Linked DNA regions of Arachis hypogaea: region 1 is linked to region 2. The links are chromatin contacts, called in public Hi-C maps. All regions are on one chromosome and are shown on one strand. Each heading gives the region's core, a stretch centred on a gene start, on an enhancer-like site or on the middle of the called end of the contact. The rest is flanking DNA. Distances are from core to core; before and after follow the strand shown.

Region 1 (3,858 bases), core at 1,240-3,739, 64 kb after region 2:
CTAACGAAAGACGAAGCTAGCTACTGGAGAGGATGACATTGACGGAAGACGAAGCTAGCTACTAGAGAGGATGACGCTGATGGAAGACAAAGCTGGCTGCTGAAAAAGATGACGTTGATGGAGAAGACGACGCTGCCGTTACCAGAGAAGACGATGGAGAAGACGATGCTGACGAAGATTACGAAGGATATACCAACGACACAGAGGAAGCTTTTGCTGATTTGGTTGCGTGAGTAACGGTGAGGTGGTGAGGATTGAGGAAGCTCTGCTAGGGTTTATTCCATGGATGAGGGCGCCGCTGCAATATGTGTTTAGGTTAGGGTTTCTGGGTTAGAATCATGGCAAATATTTTAAATTTTTATTTTTTTTATTTAATTAACACATGGTTGAGTCCACGGGTTAGTTCAGGTTCCGCACTCCCAAAATCGTTACCTCAACCAATTACTAGAGAGAGCCATTGGTTTGGGTTGGGTTGGACCCGATTACCTGTTAGTTTCAGAACTAATTTAATTAGTTCGCTTCGGATTCGGACAGGTAATCGGGTACCCGATACGGTGATACCTGTGATCACCCCTAGCGCCAAGGAAATGGGTAAGAGCCATCAGCCTTTCTGCTAACCTTTGCACAGCTTCACATTTGTCTAGGTTGGATTCTACCCTCCTCTGGGTGATCATGAATCCTAGAAACTTCTCTACCTCCATGGCAAAAGCACATTTCAGGGGAGTTTAGCCTCATATTGTGTTCTCGGAGGGAATAAAAAACGACCTGCAAGTCAGCCACCAGAGACCCCGGTTCTGCCATTTTGACAAGCATGTCATCGACATAAACTTTCACCGACTTTCCTATGTGGTCCTTGAAGACCTTGTTCATCAGTCTTTGGTAGGTCGCCCCCGCATTTTTAGTCCGAATGACATGTCCTTGTAGCAATATGTCCCGCCTGGCGTTATGAACGCCGTCTTCTCCTCACCAGGTCAGTGCATCGGGATCTGATTGTATCCTGAGTAGGCATCCATGAAACTCAGGAACTTGCATCTTGCCGCCACATCCACCAATGCGTCTCTATTGGGGAGGAGAAACGAGTCTTTTGGATAGTCCCTGTTGAGGTCCAAGTAGTCTACGCACATCCTCCATTTTCTATTTGCCTTCTTCACGAGAACCACATTCGACAGCCATGTGAAGTAGTCCAACTCTCTGATAAAGCCGACTTCCAATAAGCTAGCCGTCTGCTTAGCCACCTCGTCTGCTCTTTCCGTGGACATCCTTCGCTTCTACTGCGCGATGTTCTTTGCCCCCGGTTTCACGACCAAGTGGTGGGACAGAAACTCTGGGTCTATACCCGACATATCGATAGGGATCCAGGCGAAGAGGTCTCCATTAGCTCGGACGACCTCGACCAACTGTCTTTTCAGCTTGTAAGGTAGGTTACAATTCACAAATATGAATTTGTCCTTTGTTTTCCCTACTTGGAATTTTTCTAAGGCGTCTTGGGGGTTCGGCCTAGGATGCTCGTTGATCCTTGAGTCCAAGTCTGCCAAGAAGACGCCGATTACTTCCTTGGATCTTCTTCGTAAGGACAAACTGGCGTTATCACAAGTGATGGCCATTTCCAGGTCTCCCCAAATCGTCTCTACTGATCCGTCGTCCACCATGAACTTTATTATTAGGAATTTGGTGCAAATGACCGCCAGCAGGTTATTGATTGTTCTTCACCCGAGGATGACATTATAGACTATGGAGTCCTTCAGGACTACGAACTTGGCCATGGCAAACTTCTTACTCGATTTAGATCCTATGCAGATCGGCAAGACAAGGGAGTTGTCTGGCTTAATGTAGTTATCAACTAACTCCACAACCTCATGGCGGTAGTCCTTGAGGCCGCTTTCTTTCAGCTCCAGAGCATCAAACACATTTTGGAACATAATGTTCGAGCCGACCCCTGTGTCGACTAGAATTCGCTTGACCAAATCTGTCCCAATTCTCGCAGTAACCACCATTGGAGGGTCCTCGGGTAGGTCGTCACACTACTAGTCCCCGAGACCAAATGATATTTCGGGAGGTTCCCTTGGGGAAGGTTTCCTCCCAATCATAATGGCAAGTACCTTAGCTTCCTTCTTTGCCGCCAACTTCGATTTTGGTGGGGCACTTATTCCAACCATAACATCCACTACCACCGTAGGACCCGAGTCCGCGTTCTTCAGAATGCTTTGTTTCAGCTTGACATCCCGACCTTGGTCTTCTTCCGATTGATCCCTTTCTTTCCTCCTCGGTTCCCGGATGAACCGAGAGAAGTTGCTTAACTTCCCTTCCCAGATGGCCTGCTCTAATGCGTCTTTTAGGTCGAAGCAGTCTTGCGTCTTATGTCCAAAGCCCTTGTGGTAATCGTAATAGAGGCTCTTGTTTCCCTTGTCATGTCTTTTAACTGCCTCGATTTAGGCAAAATATCTTTATCCACAATTTGCTGGAAAATCTCCGCTATTGGGGAAGTTAGGGATGCGTAGTTCTTAAACTTCCCTATCCATAGGAGCGGTTTAAATGGCCTTCCAATTGTCATCTCCCTTGGGGCGTCCCGTGATTTTTTCGAGTTGGCGATCTAGTGGGAAGACTGGGCGGCTAGATGTCGTTTATCGGCAGCCACCGCCTGGCTAACTTTCTCATTATTTATGTATTCTCTCGCCACACATTGTATCTCCTATATTGTCCAAACGGAATTGGTGGTTAGGTGCTTCTGGAAGTCCTCATTCACCAGGTCGTTCGTCAGGCACAAGCTGGCCACGGAGTTTGTAAGGCCATCTATTTCTAAGTATTCATCATTGAAATGGTCCAGGTACTTCCTCGTAGGCTCACTAACGCGTTATGTCATCCCTAAGAGATTGATCGGGCGTTTTGCCTTGGCGATCCGAGTGGTGAATTGGGATAGAAACTTCTGACAGATATCTGAGAAAGTAGTTATGGAGCCTTGTGAGAGGGAGTTGAACCAACAGATTGTCCGTCTGGGTTGCGGGGAATGCCCATAAGCTGACTGTGTCTCCCACGCCCTTTAGATTCATCCTGGCCTCGAAGGTCGTGATGTGCTCCTGTGGATCTTTGGTACCATCATATCTCATGTCTGTCGGCTTATCGAAGTTCTTAGGTAATCGGACTTTGAGGATGGAAGAATGGAAAGGGGTGGCACCGATCACGACGGGGTCTCGACGTTTCCTTCTTCGCTCCTCCCTTCGTTCCCAGCTTCTCGACTTGTGTCAGGAGTGATGGAACTGGGTGCGACCGTCAGTCTGATCGTGCTCGTCGTTCGTCTCCCTTGGGCACTGCCGTTCTTTCGACCTCCTCTGTGGGAATCGGGTGCATGAATAGCTCGGCTGGGCCTCTGCATGCGAACGAGCGTCTCGGCTAGCCTCAGGATTATAGCGGTCCCTCGCTGCCAGCTCTTTGTTGAGGTTTTAGACCCTATGCCTAAGCTCTTGCATGATTCGGGAGTTGTCACTGCCTGTTTCCCCAGAAGGGCGACTTCCCGGGGATCGGCTGGTCGAAGGGGGTCGGCTGCCACTTTCAAGAGGTACCTGTGCACAGCCTACTCATGAGGCGACCCCCTTTCATTCACTGTTCGCGCCTTCTCCTAGCTCATCCTCCGAGTGGAGGAAAACCTCCATCCTCAGCGCATGTCAAATTCCCACATATGGCGCTATTATTCGGTAATTCACTGAGTCAGTTGATTGCAAGGTATTGGAATGCAGATCAGGACCTGAACGCGAGTTCTAAAGTGAGAAGTTGCGCCAGTGGGTCGTCGGTTGGTTGGCAGGTGGAGCCACCTGCAAGGACGCTCCGATACTTAAGTTAGCGTCTGTACAAAGAGGCGACTAG
Region 2 (4,156 bases), core at 899-3,398:
TGAAGTTGAAATATTTTCTTTTGGTCAAATGCAAAAATGCAAACTAATTCTTTACCTGCTTTTACTTCTTTTCTGAGTGTATGACCCTTGTTCAATAAGACATTTCCACAATATACATGTATATCATAAAACCCACTTTTCTCAGGTGTGTAATCTACATGGAAAGCACTCATAGCTATAGAGCTTTCACTGCTGTTAATCTGAAATCAGGGTAAAATGACATTAGAAATCCAAGTAATTATTTACCACAAAAAATGTGTGTGACACAAGGAAGCTATAAACAATTCAGTATGAGAAAAAGAAATGAGTACAATAACACTTAGCTTATATGTCATACATTGTTATTAAGGTCCATTGAAGGGGAAGGGGCAACATTCATCTGACTGATAAAACCATATTGTTGCACTCTTGAAACTGACACAGTACCTGATACCAAAACCACGTATGAGAGTTAATCAAAATTAGATTCTAGAAGAAAAAAAATTATGAAATAGAAGGTTGATCATACCATTTTTAGTTAGGATGGGATAAATGAATGGAGAAACACTATACGAGTCATTTTCTTTTAGAATTTGTACTTCAACTATGTCTACTTCGACAGGAGAAGGATATTCATAAACATCATTTAAATAAACAGAGAATTCTTGCTTTATGCCAGCTACTGAATCATTCAAACCAGATCCATTAACAATACTTTTTATTCCATCACAATAACCTATTCAAAGAACAAGAACACAAAATCAGAACTACATTAAAATTGAAAAATAATCATAAAAAAAAATCAAAATATAATACTTTGGAATCCGGATAAAATTTTACCTACAAAAACAGAATAAGCATATGGCATATTGGAAATGCTTTTGTTATGCTTGGCATCATATAATGTTAAGAGGAACTTTCCTGGTTCCCAATTTCCAAATGAAAATAATTGAATTCCAGCTTCCACTTCTTCAAAATGTTGATCTGATATTGGTATTGACAAGTTTGTATCTCTTTGGACGACTTCGGCATCGAAAGGATACAACCCTGAAACTAGATTCCCATACTGATCTAATTGATGAATGAAGATTTCCATCTTAGAAGACAATTGCCATGCATGTGAATCAATGTTCCATTTGGCAACACATTTAGAAACATCTACAGGTCCTGGTAGTACACAATAGGAAAATAAGTAATATTTATTGCAAAATTAAAAATAAATATAACTACTAATATAATTGTTTATTGATATTTAATTACAACTACCTGAATTCACTTTCAATGGTAATGGAGAGCCATTCAAGGTTTGATTCCCTCCTTCTATGTACAATGAGAATTTTCCAGCTTTAATAACAACAAACTCAATGATAACATAATCAAACTCGTTCCATCCAATATTGGATATGTCTGGCATACTAGCAATAGAACCATTATTTTCATATAGCGCAAACAACTTAAAGTCAGGCAAATAAGACACTTGAGTTGTTTTTTTATTAGAGATACTGTTCCCAAATGCATCTTTGAGGAGTACCGTGATGGTAGCTTTTGCACCAGCTTCGTACTCATGTTTCATGCCATTCCATGATGCAACACACACAGAAGGGTACATATTCCCTTCAATCACACAACAACATATTTTAGTGTCAACAACTATGTGCACAAATTTTTAAAATGTCAATCATGTCCTCAACATCTTTTAACATTGAAGAACACACATGACACAACAACAAAGTTTCAAACCCAACCTAAGAATACACAATATTAAAGACCATTGTAACCAAACCTGGCTCAACTTGAAAATGCAAGGATGAGTCATAGACTTGATAATGGTCATCTTTGATAAGTACATTGAACACTCCAACCTTTATGGGAGTGAAATAGATCTTCCAATCATTACTGGATTCACCTTTAAAACTCAACAACATAGTAGACACATAAGAACTGTTCCCTTCTTTTCCATTAACACTTACAATAGGTTTGAAACCTTTCTTGTCAATCATATCAGCACGCTCAAGAACTTTCACCTTCATGGCTGCAGTCTCACCGGCATGGAATGTATTCTTATCATCCCACCAACTGAACACAAAAATGGGTAATTCTGCTCTATCTGTGACAAAAAGAAATTGAATAGAAATAGTAGAAGAATATACCAAAATTTAAATTTTTTACAATGGGAGAACCCGGAAGTAATAACTACCTGAAGATGTAAATTTAAAACAAGAGAATAAGTAGAAGAAGAAGAAAGCAAAAGAGAGTGAAGTAATGGTAATGAGTTTGAGAATTTCCATTTGCACTAATGTGCAGTTTAGATTTTGGACAGTAAATGCACTGTCCGTACATGCTATTGATCTAGAAATGCTTTGGCAGTTACCAGCGCTCAATAACTTTTCTTTTTTTCAATCAAATTTTTAATAAATTAATTATCACATTAAAAACATTAATTTAAAATAATAAAATGTTAATTTATAATTATTCTAAATTATTTATTTTTAATATGATTAAATATCATTTTTGCTACATATGTCTTTAAATAATTATTCAACTATTTATTATTTTTTATTCAATCCCAAAATTTATTAAAATATTAATGATATAAAAAATTATCTTAACCAAAATAGCTAGTAGAAATAACAACATTTTAGTATTAAAGTAAAGAAATAATATATAATTTTAAATAAATAATATTAATAGATAAATAAAATACTTTATAATTTGAATCACTCATTTATATTTAGAAATAATTAACCTTAAAATTTGGTAATTAACTAGTTGATTAATATTATAGAATTTGTTGTTATAATTTATTATTTTAGTTAATATATTTATTTATTTATTTTTAGTTTTGATATAAAATTAAATTTAATAAAATAACAATTATTATATATTAAAAATTTTATTTAACATAAATCTCAAAATTAAATATCATTCATATTTAATTGTGAAACACGTACAATATAACAATAGAATGTCACTTATGTACTCAATGCTTAAAAAGTTGAAGTACTACTTACCTATGCAGTCAGTATTTCAAAAGCACATTGTATTAGTAGTTAACAAACAAATGAGTGTATTTAGGTCATGTTTATTTGTCATTTAATAGTTCTATTAACTTTTTATTTTTAATATTTAAAGACAATGTTGTATTTTTTAGTTAATATATTTATTTAGTTACTTTTACTTTTGTACAGAATTAAATTTTAATAAGATAACAATTGTTATATGTTAAAAATTTTGTTTAACTTAAACCTCAAAATTAAATATCATTAATCTTTCATTATGCAACACATATATGATATAACAATAGGTATACGGTGACAAATCATGGAATTCAATTTACTAAAAACACTGATTACAGATGTAGACTGCACAAATGATCTTGATGATAAAAGATCTATTATGTATTTATTTTAGTTAGTAGTAATCCAATCTTTTAGTTCAATAAAAAATAATAATTTATAAGTAAATCTTCTATGGTACAGATATTTGGCTGATATTGTAACCGAATTTTTTTAATTCAAAAACTACTTGTAGAATTCAAAATTCAACCTCTCAAACTCTAATTAATTGTGATAATTTGGGTGCAGTATTGCTGTCTAAAAATCCAATTTTGCATAATAAAAATAAAGGAGACCACTTACATAAAAATATTCAAAACATCTTTTTTTATGGATTTTTTATTTTAACCAATCAAATTATAGCATATAGAACCGATTAAACCATATATTTTGTCAAAATTAAACCAAATAAATTGATTTAAATCAAAAATTAAATAAACCAAATTTTAAACCGATTTAAATTAATTTTTTATTTTTTATATATATATATATATATATAAAATAATTATCATATTTTTATTATACAAAATAATTAAAATATCTCTATCACTTTTTCATATAATATTAGTTACCAAAAAAACCCAACTCCTAACCCTCTATTCTCTGTGCTGTCGCTCTCCTTTTCTCCGCCAACCTCCTCCACTCTCATCGCCGTCTGCCACCCTCCCCCTCTCACTCTTCCACGTCTAACTCTCAAGATTACCGCGCCGTCGTCGCGCGCATGACACCCACCCGAGGGGAACCGTCGTCGCCGGAGGCAGAATTATCCGCCATCCTGTTCCCCTCTCTGCCGCTCTGGCTCTTTGGCTCTGTAACTACATGTTTCTCTACCTCTAACTATC

Evidence for each region. A called contact is a pair of places that touch in the nucleus more often than the background predicts.
Region 1: a contact with region 2 is called in a Hi-C map of an unstated tissue, with 6 times the contacts expected there. The contact joins the enhancer-like site here to the promoter of LOC112741719 in region 2. A contact is called at or near these places in 4 of 8 Hi-C or Micro-C datasets (leaf and an unstated tissue).

Annotation. Positions count from the first base shown.
Region 1 is chr14:17,939,207-17,943,064 of arahy.Tifrunner.gnm2.J5K5, forward strand. No RefSeq gene overlaps it. Among protein-coding and RNA genes, the nearest start is that of LOC112741725, 34 kb to the right of the region's middle. Within about 2 kb of position 2,490, at least 2 of the 3 cell types and tissues checked have open chromatin away from gene starts, as enhancers often do.
Region 2 is chr14:17,875,927-17,880,082 of arahy.Tifrunner.gnm2.J5K5, forward strand. LOC112741719 (protein GAMETE EXPRESSED 2-like) reads right to left here and starts at 2,149. Exons shown (of 15, transcript XM_029292033.2): 1 at 1,763-2,149; 2 at 1,246-1,593; 3 at 820-1,146; 4 at 509-715; 5 at 338-426; 6 at 56-200. The coding sequence starts at 2,009. It overlaps LOC112741721 (a long non-coding RNA gene), which reads left to right and starts at 3,870. Exons shown (of 2, transcript XR_003171582.3): 1 at 3,870-4,156.